Linked DNA regions of Xenopus laevis: region 1 is linked to region 2. A link is a contact called in public Hi-C data. All regions are on one chromosome and are shown on one strand. The core of a region is the stretch at or near the end of the contact, and the rest is flanking DNA. Distances in the headings are between cores, read along the strand shown. Region 1 holds the start of tomm40.S (mitochondrial import receptor subunit TOM40 homolog). Region 2 has its middle 13 kb from the start of bcam.S.

Evidence for each region. Hi-C and Micro-C count contacts between places; a contact is called where the count stands out from the background.
Region 1: a Hi-C map of the XTC cell line shows a contact between it and region 2, with 6 times the contacts expected there. The contact joins the promoter of tomm40.S here to the enhancer-like site in region 2. A contact is called at or near these places in 2 of 4 Hi-C or Micro-C datasets (the XL177 cell line and the XTC cell line).

Annotation. Positions count from the first base shown.
Region 1 is chr7S:95,575,026-95,581,989 of Xenopus_laevis_v10.1, forward strand. tomm40.S (mitochondrial import receptor subunit TOM40 homolog) reads left to right here and starts at 5,497. Exons shown (of 11, transcript XM_018226788.2): 1 at 5,497-5,653.
Region 2 is chr7S:95,464,841-95,471,815 of Xenopus_laevis_v10.1, forward strand. No RefSeq gene overlaps it. Among protein-coding and RNA genes, the nearest start is that of bcam.S, 13 kb to the left of the region's middle. Within about 2 kb of position 4,506, at least 1 of the 7 cell types and tissues checked has an H3K27ac peak or open chromatin away from gene starts, as enhancers often do.

The DNA.
Region 1 (6,964 bases), core at 4,247-6,746, 110 kb after region 2:
GTGCTGGCTCTTTCTGAAAGCACATGATCAGGCCAAATGACCTGCTATGCACCTACACACCAATATTACAACCAAAAAAAATACTCTTGCTGGTTCCGGAATTTAATTTTAGATGGTAGAATGAATTATTTGCCATGTAAACAGTGTCATTTAGAAATTAAAAACTACATCATAAAAATCATGACAGAATCCCTTTAACTTGTAGGTAACTGTTTAAATCTAACTGCTGATTGGTTGCTATGGGCAACATCACTGGTGATGTTTGTCTCCAATGTTAATAAATATGCCCCCATGTCTACTGAGATGGAAGTTGCTGCAACCTCCCTATAATAAAAGGCTGCCTACTTGAAGCTGCCCTGCAGTTTAATTGCTTATGGTACAGTCGAACAGATTTACAGTATATGTCGCAATAGTTTCACAAGACAAAAAAATAATCAAATCATTTAAGTGAGGGTCCCTTTAATAACTATATTAATTTTACTTAGCCCAGACCACAAGCATGGTTTTATCTAATTCTCCTGTTAATGTTACACTTGTTAGAAAGTATATAAAATATTGGCAATGCAGTCAACACACGCTGTGGCCTGTGTAAAATTCACTAAAATTTGTCTGGAGTCTGGAATTTGCTGCTCCAGTTAACTGTGACAATGATGTGATTCAGACGGCTGGAGAGAGACTGTCCCGACCATTATTTCAAGAAAAACATTTACAGAGCTCTCGGCCTGACTGTTATCTAGTGCAGAATACACCATTATACAGTTGTATATACTTAGAAGATACTGGACCAAACGGCTTTTAGCATTGCCCTAAAATGTGGGCGTAATTATGTATTTTATACACATACAGGTATGGGATTCATTATCTGCAAATCCATTCTCCAGAAAGCTCTGAATTACGGAAAGGCTGTCTCCCATAGACTCCATTATGATCAAATAATCCACATTTTTAAAAATGATTTCCTTTTTCCCTGTAATAATAAAACAGTACTATATAAGATATAATTAATCCTTATTGAAAGTAAAACCAGCCTATCGGGTTTATTTAATGTTTACATGATTTTCTACTAGACTTAAGGTGTGAAGATCCAAATTAGGGAAAGACCTGTCATCCGGAAAACCCCAGGTCCCCAGCATTCTGGATAATGGGTCCCATACTTGTAACCATATATTTTCTGGGAATCTATTATAATGTTTTTTTGACGGAGACACACTGGCAACGTAGTCTGTTGAGGCATCTGTATAACTGACATACCAGGGCCTATTTTGAACCTTAGACTCGACCTACCTGAGGGTCTTTACCTAGGGCAGCTGTCTTTTGGCCAAATATATGGACATGGAATGATTTGCGGTCACAGAGGACACAAGTGGCGTTTCGGTAAATTATTTCTTAATAAAGACTTACCGATTGCAAAGTTTAATTTGTCTTTGTGGGTTTTTTTGGTTGTATGCTAATGAATTTAAAAAAAATTGATGTTACTGGTCCTTTAAGCTATACACAAGCTTTGAGGCCGATTTACTAACCTCTGAAATTGCGCCAGCGATGGCTTCACTCACATCGCCACACTTCGACAGGTGAAAATTCGCCATACAACGCTAATTCACTAAAATGCGAAGTTGCGTCCAGGGTGCCGAACGATGGCAACGTTTCGCTAGCGCAAATTTGCATATGGTGGGAAGTCAAAGTTCAATGGACGTATATGTTGCAGCAAATACATTACACTACACAAGCCCGGGGAAACCTTAATAAAATAAAATAGAGTTGTTATATTGCCCTACAGATGAGCCCAGTGTATAGTTTATGTGCCATATGTTAGGAAATGTAGGGGGGAAGCCGAGTACCCAAAAAAAAATTTACAAGGTGGCGAAGGCAAATTTAGCGCAAGAGGTACCGTTCATTAAAATCTGCATCTTAGTGAATTTGCGTAGTTACGTCCATTCGCCAGAGCGAAAATTCGCCTGGCGTTAGAGAGCGAAGTAGCGCTAGAATCTATCTCCTTCGCTAGCGAATTTATGCCAGCGCCCGTTAGTAAATCGGCGAAGTCCCGAAATGAAGTCAAGCTCGAAAATTTTCGCCAGCGTTAGTCACTTAGCCCTTTAGTAAATTTGCCCCTTTGACTCTGTACTCTGGTCTGTTCGCTTTGAGCATCTTCTCAAGATAAATAAACATTCAACTGCTCCATCTAGTGGTTCAAAAGGTTTTTACATGCTCTTTATAAGGACAATCAAGCTGCTAATGGTGGCCATACACTATTGGATCAGCTTGTTTGGCGAGGTCGCCAAATGAGAGGATCTTAACCAGATATGCCCACTAACGGCCGGGTGATATTGGGTGAATCAGAACGTTTGGCCCTGGGGATCAGATAACAATGCTGTGAATGGGCGCCAACGCCCATCTTGGTCCTTTAAGACCGATTTGTGTGTGGGGGCTCCCGATCAATATCAGGCCAAAAATCGGCCAGATAATGATAGTTCTAGTTTGATTATTTTTTGCAATCTAGGGCCGCATCGGCTAGTTGGTGCGGTCCTGGATTGCAGAAAAAATAAACAAATAAAGTCAATTATCTTTTCCATTTTATTTTCATAATCACAATTATTTTAATAGATAAAACTGGATATATAAATAAATATCACAATATCAACCCTAATAGATGAGACTACTATCGGTCAGATATCGATCGGGGAAGCCCATCGGTCTGTCGGCAGCTTTTATCAGCCTGTGTGTGGGGGCCTTTATTCTCTCCTCCCATAATGTATTTTCCTCTACCTCTCCGCAGTGTATTTGTCAGCCTGAGTCACCACTTTCCCTTATCATATTTATCCAACATTAGCCCCCCTCCCCCCCCCACTGCCTTTTCTTGTTTCAGCCTTCTCTGATTTATATTCCAGGAAATTTTTTTAAGGACATCCTATTATAAATTCGGGTTTGTTAATCTCCAGAAGGCTCATTAAACTAAATTAGATCCACATTTATTAAGGAAAGTCCCCAATGGCTGCATGACTTAAGATGGGAGCCTTGCATATACATCAAAGACTCCCTGCTCCAATCTGGAGCAATCACATGACACACACTGGATTTGGGAGCCTTTGATGTACAGAATAATTTGGCATCATGGGGTAGTTTATTAGGACAAAGAAATGATTGTAGCCTATGCTATGGCAAAGTTAAAACATTTAACCCTTGGTGTAGATTAGCTAAGCACCTTGTTTTTGATCAGGGTCGGAAATGGGGAAAAGGGGCCAACACAATGCTTGGGCCCTGGAAAACCTAAATTAATCAAGCATGTCCTCTAGTTGATGTTAAACAGCTCTCAGATCATCTTGACAATATTAAGCAGATATTGGATGCTGTACAGCTGGAGAGGTGTAGGTTTAACATCAATAATGTACAAACCCGATTGGCCCAGTCCACTCTTCTATTCCCCCCCCCCCCGCTCTCTTGCTCCTATTTTCTCCCTTTGTTTTTCTCCTGTCCCTGTGTGCCTCTCTATCTTACCTCTCTCTCTTCCTTTCTCTCTCCCTATTTCCATAAGCCCCAATTTCTTCCTTTCTCTCTCACTCTTTCCCTGTGTGCCCCTATTTCTTCTTTTCTCTTTCCCTGTGTTCTCCTATTTCTTCCTTTCTCTCTCATTCCTTCCATGTGCCCCTATTTCTTCCTTTCTCTCTCCCTCTTTCCGTGTGCCCCTATTTTTTCCCTTCTCTCTCACTTTTTTCCTGTGTGCCCCTATTTCTTCCTTTCTCTCTCCCTCTTTCCGTGTGCCCCTATTTTTTCCCTTCTCTCTCACTTTTTTCCTGTGTGCCCATTTCTTCCTTTCTCTCTCATTCTTTCCGTGTGCCCCTATTTCTTCCTTTCTCTCTCTCTCTCTCTCTTTCCATGTGCCCCTATTTCTTCCTTTCCTTTATCACTCCCTCTTTACCTGTGTGCCCCTATTTCTTCCTTTCTCTCTCACTCTTTCCCTGTGTCCCTCCCCTATTTCTTCCTTTTTCTCTCACTCTTTCCGTGTATCCCTATTCATTCCTCTCTCTCACTCTTTCCATGTGTCCCTCCCTTTTTCCTGTTCCTATGTGCCCCTATTTCTTCCCTCTTTCCTGTTCTTTTCACTCTTCTGTGCATCATGTACCCGTTTCCTCCCTCTTGCTCTTCCACTGTGTGCCCCTATTTTCTATCTCAGTCCTCTATGCCCCTATTTTGCTGTATACTTTGTGTCAGTAGGCTGCAACACTTTGTTTGGGGGCCCTGCCAAAGGACTGGCCTTGCGACCATTTAAGCCGAAAACTATTTCTTAACCTTTCTCTTCCCTGATCCTATTCTTCCATGTCTACAACCCACCCATTAGGTCATTGCTCCACCCCATCATATCATCACCCTGTCCCTTTACATCACTGCTACACCCCTTGGGTTACCACATTCCAGCTGCTAAAATAATTTTCAAGGTGGTAACGTAAGATGTTACAAACCACAACAAGACTATCTGATGCATATTTAATATTTAAGAAGGTATACTTTGTGCAAGTTACCTCTATTGATTAAATATGCATCAGACAGTCTTGTGGCAACCCTAGTTGGGAGGTAGCCCCTAGGGGTAGGGCTTGGGGGCTGGGACCAGAAAATGTTGTTGTACAGACCATGATTTCTGATGGCGGCCCTGCTGCCATCGGGGTTATAAATATGGAAAAACCATAAACAGTATTTTCCAGAAAAGGGGGCAGCTAGGGTTGCCACCTTTCCCGGAAAAAAATACCGGCCTTCCTATATATTAATATTTTTTCCCTATCAATAACATTGGGATCAACCATTATTTTTACCGCCAGGCCAGTAAAATACCAGCCAGGTGGTAACCCTACCAAACATATGGAGATTTGCCTTCTACACAAAGAAAACCCCTCACAACCACTGCCATAAAATTTTAATTGAGACAATAAATGTAACTACGGTTGCCACCTGGCCGGTAAAATTGATGGTTGATCCCAATGTTATTAATAAGGAAAAAAGATAAATATATAGGAAAAAGGTGGGGGGGGGGTGGGGTTCTGCCTGACTGGCTAAATACTGCCAGAAATGCTGATTCTGACAAAGGCTGGTGTAAAATTCTTTTCACTCTCTCAGTAAATGTAGGCACTGACAAAATGATTCCCTTGTGCTGAAGTATTTCATCTTTGGTTGACTGATGTACCACGCCCCATAGCAAATAATATCCCGTATTAACTTCATAATAAGCTAGGCTTAAAACGTGACATCACGCCGCACGCTCGTTTACGTCATTGCCCACTGCCTGAGGCTGTTCCCGTTCATGACAGATTTCTCCATGACAACCTAAGATGGCCGCCGAGGTCAGACAGCGCGTGGAACTCTGGGGCGGGTCTCGCGACCTTGCACTGCGACCTGAGCGCCGACTCCAACCAATAACCATGCAACATTGCAGAGGGCTCTCCAATCAGAAAAGGGCGGCGATCAAGCTTGTTAGAACTGCAAAAAGCCGGGTGATTGGCACGCCACGTTGTCCATTCATATCTTACCTTAAAGGCGGAGGACGGAGAAGACTCCAATAGCGTAGGGCAGTAGGCGGGACGTGAGGGGTGAGCGGGTTAGTCTGATCCTATCGTGTGTGTAAGTGAATGTGAGAATCACAGAGACTGCAGGAGAGAGGAGAGGAAAGGTGAGGGGGATTTGGGGGTGTCTAGGACATAACGGGGAGGGCGGGATATGCACAAAATGGGAGCAGAGCGATTGTTATATGTGTGGGGGGCTGTGGTTAATGTAGTGTGAGACACAGTGTGCAGAATGGCAGGAGCACAGGCAGTGCATGTGGGGGTTAAGGAGGAAAGGGAATTGACAGGAGGGGATCATTATTGATATGATTTGGGCCAGTTCTAAGGCAGGGGCTGGTGGTTGTTGTACTGGGGCCCTGACTTCACACACACAGGGGGCTCTTATGGGGCGAAAGCAGATATTTCATATTAATACAAACATGGTCCCAGCCTTCTGCCATTGTAAGGCCTAATTCCTGATGATGGTTTATTGGTGAATCACCTCTACAGCTGCTGATTGGATAAACAACAAGGGTGTGTGGCGAATTAAAGGGGAACTTCACCCAAATTATTTTTTTTGAATAATGCAAAAATTCTATTCTCAGCAACTATCCAATATACAAAGTTGCAGTATTGCAGTAGAAATTCTCTCCTTGTGTTCTATTGGGCTGACTTTTGTGGGTGTTCACTCCTTCTACTGCTCTGTTGGTCAGCTGGCTTGTGCTACATTGTTTCAGAAGTCAGAACCGGGGGTGCAGAGCATATAAACAGGCAATTACACGTACAAATAGCATTAATAACATATAGAATTTGCATATGACTTTACATTGCACTTTCTTTCATTATGCAAAACTCAGTTGTATATATCCTTTAATTGTACAAGGTGTTAAGTTCATTTTATGCGCTTGTGAGCAGGTGCCATTAAGCAAGGCCAAGGCTGAATATACAAAACTATAGGCTTGCTTGCTGCTTTTTTTTTTTGGTCAGAAACCAGTTTTCTAAGGAGAGCGTGTGTGCACTTTTATAGCAACATTTATTTAAAAAAATAAGCAATTCATTATTAACATATTGTTTTTATATGTGTGGAGCAGCCATATTTGCTTCTGGCTAAGAAACCTCACCCACATGCTATGATGATAGGGTCCTCCCAGTGACCAAATCTCTTTGTATGGGTTGCTCCCCAATGGCATTCAAAACCAGTTGCCCTGCTTGTTTATCGATTGTTGGTTCAGTGTGGGCCATAATTTTTCCTCTTGTTTCAGTGGGAAGAGATCTGCTGAAACAACATTGACAACCAAGACACTTCTTGTGTTCTAGGCCATGCTCAGGTGCAGTGTCTTAAAGGAGAAGGAAAGGTTAAAACTAAGTAAGCCTTATCAGAAAGGTCCATCTAAATATACCAGTAAACACCCAAAATAGTGCTGCTCTGAGTCCCCTGT
Region 2 (6,975 bases), core at 3,256-5,755:
TTGTGCCCCAGTTACTAGATTGTAAGTTCTCAGGGCATTGATCGCATGCCATATATTTATTTCTGTGCTGTCGTTAGTAATTGTTTTGTTTCTGCTATCATACCAATATGAGAAAAGAAGGATTTTAGACCAATGACTTTCCAGTAAAGGCTGCAATACATAGACAGATTTAAGATGCCAATTCCAGTCCTTTAGACCAATTTGGCACCTTATCTGCCCATGTATGGGGCCCTCTGTCCGGCCCACCTGATCAATTTCTCATTAAAAATTGGGCAGGTGTCGATTGGGTGGGTTTGAATTTCGAGTCGGACTGAGTCACCAAACAAGCAGATCTTATAGTGTATGACCAAATTAAGAACAATCTGAATTTTTTTTCCTTCCCTGAATTTCACCCCTTCAAACTGTGCCACAGGCACCTGCCAACCTTTAGTTTTGGAGTGCTTTTCAGCAATTCTTTCAGGAAGGGACAGGCCAGGGTCCTGCCTTTGAATCACAGATGATTAATCAATGCCATCAGAGGGCCATTTCAGACAATTGGGCTCTAGGTATTTGGGTTGACAACTAGAGAAATGTCCTTAAACTAAGCGTGTAATATTTTCCTGAATATCGGTTTAAGGCAAACACAAAAAGCAGTAATTTAATTGTTTTATAATTTATGATTACACAAAGACCCCTGCTTAGTTGCACTTAGGTCATCCAAGCGCCTGTTGTATCTGAGAGTATCCAGAACCTCACCTTGGAACTCTTAAGTATTGTGGGCCATGTGTTCTTCTTCCAGAACTCTGATTTGACACTTTTGTTTAATTCTGTTATATTTATAGTAATTTTGGGGTCCAAAAAGACACAATTTCATATGACTCCACGGGGGATCGAGAAAAGTGGAATGATTATTGTGCATGATGTAACCAAGGCAACGGCAATTCTGGTTCTGTTTGCACTTCTTGCCGAGGCCGGGTGCATGCTGAGCAGGTGTGTGAAGTTGTTTAGTGTTTCAGATATTTACCAGTTTTATCTGTAATGCCCCTATTATTTAATTGAAGTAGAAGTAACAAGGGCATTGTATTTAATATAGCTTACTCAAACATGTATATAATAGGTGCAGTTCTACAGACAGGTAGGGGAGGGTGAAACCTGTTATTCTTTAGTCATTTATACTAGTATATTAACTTTATATTTTATAGATATAGTGAATAAAGTACCCCCTCTTGTAAAATATAAGGATATTATAAGATACCGAGGAGTTTCATGACCATATACAGGTCATGGAACTCCGAGGTAACTTCTAATATCCTCATATTTTGCAACTGGGGGTACTTTATTTATTATAATACACAAATTTCAGTGAGTCATGTGACAGAAATGACATCACAACTCACCATTTATAACTGATGACATAAGAACTCACCGTTAATAAGGATATAATTTACAAGATATTCATAGCTTTTGTGTATTATATAGATATATCTCCCAATCAGGGATGTCCATCTGCCAAACTTCAGTATTCTTCTTCAGTCCTCCCTATGCTTTTCCTTTGCACATGTGTATCCTTCTTTTTTCCATTCATATCTGCAGTGGTGTAACTAGGAGTTACTGGGACACAGAGTCAAATCTATTTAGCTCCCACCAACCCCACATTTTCGAGTTAGATGAATACGGGGGTGAAATGTATAGAACTACGGTGGTGTGCCTGTATGGAGAGTGAGATACATATAACTAGGGTGGCATTCCTGTATGCAGGGAAAGATACATAGAACTAGGGTGGAGTGCGATATTACAAGAGAGATACATAGAACTAGGGTGGCAAACTGTATGGAGGATGAACTATACAGAATTAGGGTGGCATGCTGGTGTGTAGGGTGAGATACATAGAACTAGGGTGGCATACCTGTATGGAGGATGAACTATACAGAATTAGGGTGGCATGCTGGTGTGTAGGGTGAGATACATAGAACTAGGGTGGCATACCTGTATGGAGGATGAACTATACAGAAGTAGGGTGGCATGCTGGTATGTAGGGTGAGATACACAGAACTAGGGTGACATGTTGTTATTAAAGGTGACATATATGGAACTTGGGTGACATGCTTGTATTGAGGATGTGATATATAGAACTAGGGTGGCATGCTGGTATGGAGGGTCAGATACATAGGGCGGCATACTTGTGAGGCACCATCTGCATATGTTTCTGAATAAATAGGGATGAAATAAGGATGAACAAGTAGAAGAGAGTGCAGACAGGGAAAATGAAGGGCATGGCAGAGATAGAGAAAGGAAATATATATGCAATAGAAATAGCAATGAAGGTGGAAAAAATCCTGGGAAGAGGCACAGACGGGTGAATCGGAGGAGTAAGGTGCCAGAGGAAAACAGGGGCAAAGGGTGTCTGGGAACCAGCTTGGTAATGGAAAAATTCACATTCACTGGCACAAAAAGTGACAAAAACCAGATGACTATACTGATTAGTTTAATGCAGGCATACATTTAGCATGCATTAAAACAAAGCCTAAATGAAATGCTGATGACAGAAAAATTACTCACTTAACTAAATAGCGCATAACAATCATGGTGGTTATATCTGAGTACAGGCCTATTCCAATGTTTGTACTTGTTTGGATTCTGTCTGTCATACTGTTGTGAATTTAAAGTACAGCACTGCAAAATAGACTATTTAAACTGGAATAAATACTATATTTATAATAGAATCTAGTGCACAGGGAGTGTATGCTGCATGTGCATGGATTGTGGCACAGTGAGTGCAGGCTCTAGTCCTTACTATGGATTGTGGCACAGTGAGGCAGGCTCTAGTCCTTACTATGGATTGTGGCACAGCGAATGCAGGCTCTAGTCCTTACTATGGATTGTGGCACAGCGAATGCAGGCTCTAGTCCTTACTATGGATTGTGGCACAGCGAGTGCAGGCTCTAGTCCTTACTATGGATTGTGGCACAGCAAGTGCAGGCTCTAGTCCTTACTATGGATTGTGGCACAGTGAGGCAGGCTCTAGTCCTTACTATGGATTGTGGCACAGTGAGTGCAGGCTCTAGTCCTTACTATGGATTGTGGCACAGCGAGTGCAGGCTCTAGTCCTTACTATGGATTGTGGCACAGTGAGGCAGGCTCTAGTCCTTACTATGGATTGTGGCACAGTGAGGCAGGCTCTAGTCCTTACTATGGATTGTGGCACATTGAGGCAGGCTCTAGTCCTTACTATGGATTGTAGCACAATGAGGCAGGCTCTAGTCCAGGGGTCCCCAACCTTTTTCACCCGTGAGCAACATTCAGATGTAAAAAGTGTTGGGGAGCAACACAAGCATGAAAAATGTTCCTGGGTGGTGCCAAATAAGGGCTGTGATTGGCTATTGGTAGCCCCTATGTTGACTGGCAGCCTACGGGAGCTTCTGGTTGGCAGTACATCTGGTTTTCATGCAACCAAAACTTGCTTCCAAGCCAGGAATTAAAAAATAAGCACCTGCTTTGAGGCCACTGAGAGCAACATCCAAGGGGTTGGGGAGCAACATGTTGCTCACGAGCTACTGGTTGGGGATCACTGCTCTAGTCCTTACTATGGATTGTGGCACAGTGAGGAGTGCAGGCTCTAGTCCTTACTATGGATTGTGGCACAGCGAGTGCAGGCTCTAGTCCTAACTATGGATTGTGGCACAGTTAGGAGTGCAGGCTCTAGTCCTTACTATGGATTGTGGCACAGTGAGGAGTGCAGGCTCTAGTCCTTACTATGGATTGTGGCACAGTGAGTGCAGGCTCTAGTCCTTACTATGGATTGTGGCACAGTGAGTAGTGCAGGCTCTAGTCCTTACTATGGATTGTGGCACAGCAAGTGCAGGCTCTAGTCCTTACTATGGATTGTGGCACAGTGAGGCAGGCTCTAGTCCTTACTATGGATTGTGGCACAATGAGGCAGGCTCTAGTCCTTACTATGGATTGTGGCACAGTGAGGAGTGCAGGCTCTAGTCCTTACTATGGATTGTGGCACAGCGAGTGCAGGCTCTAGTCCTAACTATGGATTGTGGCACAGTTAGGAGTGCAGGCTCTAGTCCTTACTATGGATTGTGGCACAGTGAGGAGTGCAGGCTCTAGTCCTTACTGTGGATTGTGGCACAGTGAGTGCAGGCTCTAGTCCTTACTATGGATTGTGGCACAGTGAGTAGTGCAGGCTCTAGTCCTTACTATGGATTGTGGCACAGCAAGTGCAGGCTCTAGTCCTTACTATGGATTGTGGCACAGTGAGGAGTGCAGGCTCTAGTCCTTACTATGGATTGTGGCACAGCGAGTGCAGGCTCTAGTCCTAACTATGGATTGTGGCACAGTTAGGAGTGCAGGCTCTAGTCCTTACTATGGATTGTGGCACAGTGAGTGCAGGCTCTAGTCGTTACTATGGAGTGTGGCACAAAAATATGAGAAAATTAGGAATATAATTACAGACATAAATACAATCCACACTAACTCTTATCTGGTTGTCTCCCTTGCACTTGTAATGCTCAATTTCATCCAGTAGCTGGAAGCACAATAATAGCAGACAGGGATAGGAGCCTTACTGCCCCACTTGATACCATTATGTATTGCAGCCAGCCTGTTACCAGTGTCCTAGTGTGTCTGAATTTTCTTTCTGCCCATGTATTACCTTCAATTCACCATAAAGACCTCCCAGTTCAACAAAATGACCCACGAGAATAAATTTGCTCATGAGTCAGTTTATGGAAGCACATCGCAGGACTTCATCTGTAGTTCAGGAGTCTCTGACTCACTCAATAAATCCATTGCAGAACTATACCAATAACCTCTCTGCATTCTCAATAATCTGGTTTGCTTTGATTTCAAATTAGACTTTAATTTCCACCACTGATTTCCTCTTGAGAGAAAGAGAGAGAGAATAATCAGGGTTTACGTTCTGGGTGCATAAATAGCCATAGATTGCATAGATTACAATAAATATCATAGGTGTACATACAGAGGCTATTACTTTTAGTCTACTAAAAAAATCTTTAAAAGTTGCCTCCAATAAGGATTAATTATATCTTAGTTTGGATCAAGTACAATATACTGTTTTATTATTACAGAGAAAAAGGAAATCATTTCTAAAAATTAGATTTAAATGGAGTCTGTGGGAGATGACCTTTCCATGATTGTGAGCTTTCTGGATAACGTATCTTATACCTACAAACAATTGCCAGGTCTATCGCTGCAACTGGCTTTTATGTGGGTTACACATAAAGTCTCCATGAGCTGTAACTATTGCATATTCAATTATGTTGTGATAAATGTATCTATTATTGTTATCGGGGTTATTTCAATTGTCCTAAGTAAGGGCTATATAATATCATACTGCATATTGCAATCAAGAATACTCACATCATTTGGCTTGATGCCATCTTCAGCCAGATGAATTTCCAAACCTGCCCAAAATAATCTGTCCAAATATTGGTCTGTTTGTCTCCACACATGGGTCAATAAGCTCTACCTTGAGAGACTGGGAAGCTAATATCAACCCTTGTTTCACCAGCAATATTCATTTATATTCTCCTATATAAAATGGCATTTCTATGGAAAGTCAGCCTGCGAGAAAATTTTCCCTTGGTAACGCAACCAGGTAAAGTCTTGATATGGGGCGTAATCATATTTTTTTTATCATAATGCTACTAAAAATCCATGCTTTTGAAAATGTGTTCCCTTGCATATATGATATTACAGAGAGGAACTTTGTACAGATCAGTAGCACTCCTATATTACTTTAACTATAATTATACATACTTATCCCACAGTCACACTCCCTTCCCAGAGACTATTATCCCACTGTTACTATAGACACCATCTCTCCCTACTATACCTGCTATCCTACAGTCACACTCCCTTCCCAGAGACTATTATCCCACTGTTACTATAGGCACCATCTCTCCTTACTATACCTGCTATCCCATAACCACAGTCCCTTCCCAGAGACTATTATTCCACTGCTACTATAGGCACCATCTGTTCCTACTATACCTGCTACCCCACAGTCATACTCCCTTCCCAGAGACTATTATTCCACTGCTACTATAGGCACCATCTGTTCCTACTATACCTGCTACCCCACAGTCATACTCCCTTCCCAGAGACTATTATCCACTGTTACTATAGGCACCATCTCTCCCTACTATACCTGCTATCCCACAGCCACACTCCCTTCCCAGAGACTATTATCCCACTGTTACTAAAGGCACCTTCTCTCCCTTCTATACCTGCTATCCAACAACCACGGTCCATTCCCAGAGACTATTATCCCACTGCTTCTATAGGCACCATATCTCCCTACTATACCTACCTGCTATCCCATAGTCGCAGTCCCTTCCCAGAGACTAATATCCCACTGTTACTATAGGCACCATCTCTCCCTACTTTACCTGCTACCTACTATCCCACAATCACAGTCCCTTTCCAGAGATTATGATCCCACTGCTACTATACGCACATCTTTCCCTACTATACCTGCTATTCCACAACTACAGTCACTTCCCAGTGGCTACTATCCCCACGGCTACTATAGGAGCTGCTTAGACTGTACCAAAGACTCTTTGCAGAAATATCCCTTTAAACACCAGGGATCAGAGCACTGAGCATTAGACATGCTGCTCACTCTCAAAGCCCACAATTAATTCCAGTAGTATTAGACATGGGAATTTCAGAATTTAATATAAAAATCACATAAATCTTTATATGTAACTGGGAGAAAATAATAACTCAATAATACAATGCTGATATGTAGTATAATCACATTGCAATGTGTGTATATTACAAACTAAACTTTTATTTCCTGCTCGGGGGTTTGAATTTTCTTAAAACCAGCAGAAAATCGCTGCCAGCAAATGAGCTCATCAGATTATTGATGCAAAGCAAATTCTGTCTGGCTTGCGTTTAAGGAGTAATCTTCCTTGGCTTGTAACAATTATGAGTTGCCTCTCCCCGCAAGGTCGCATGTCT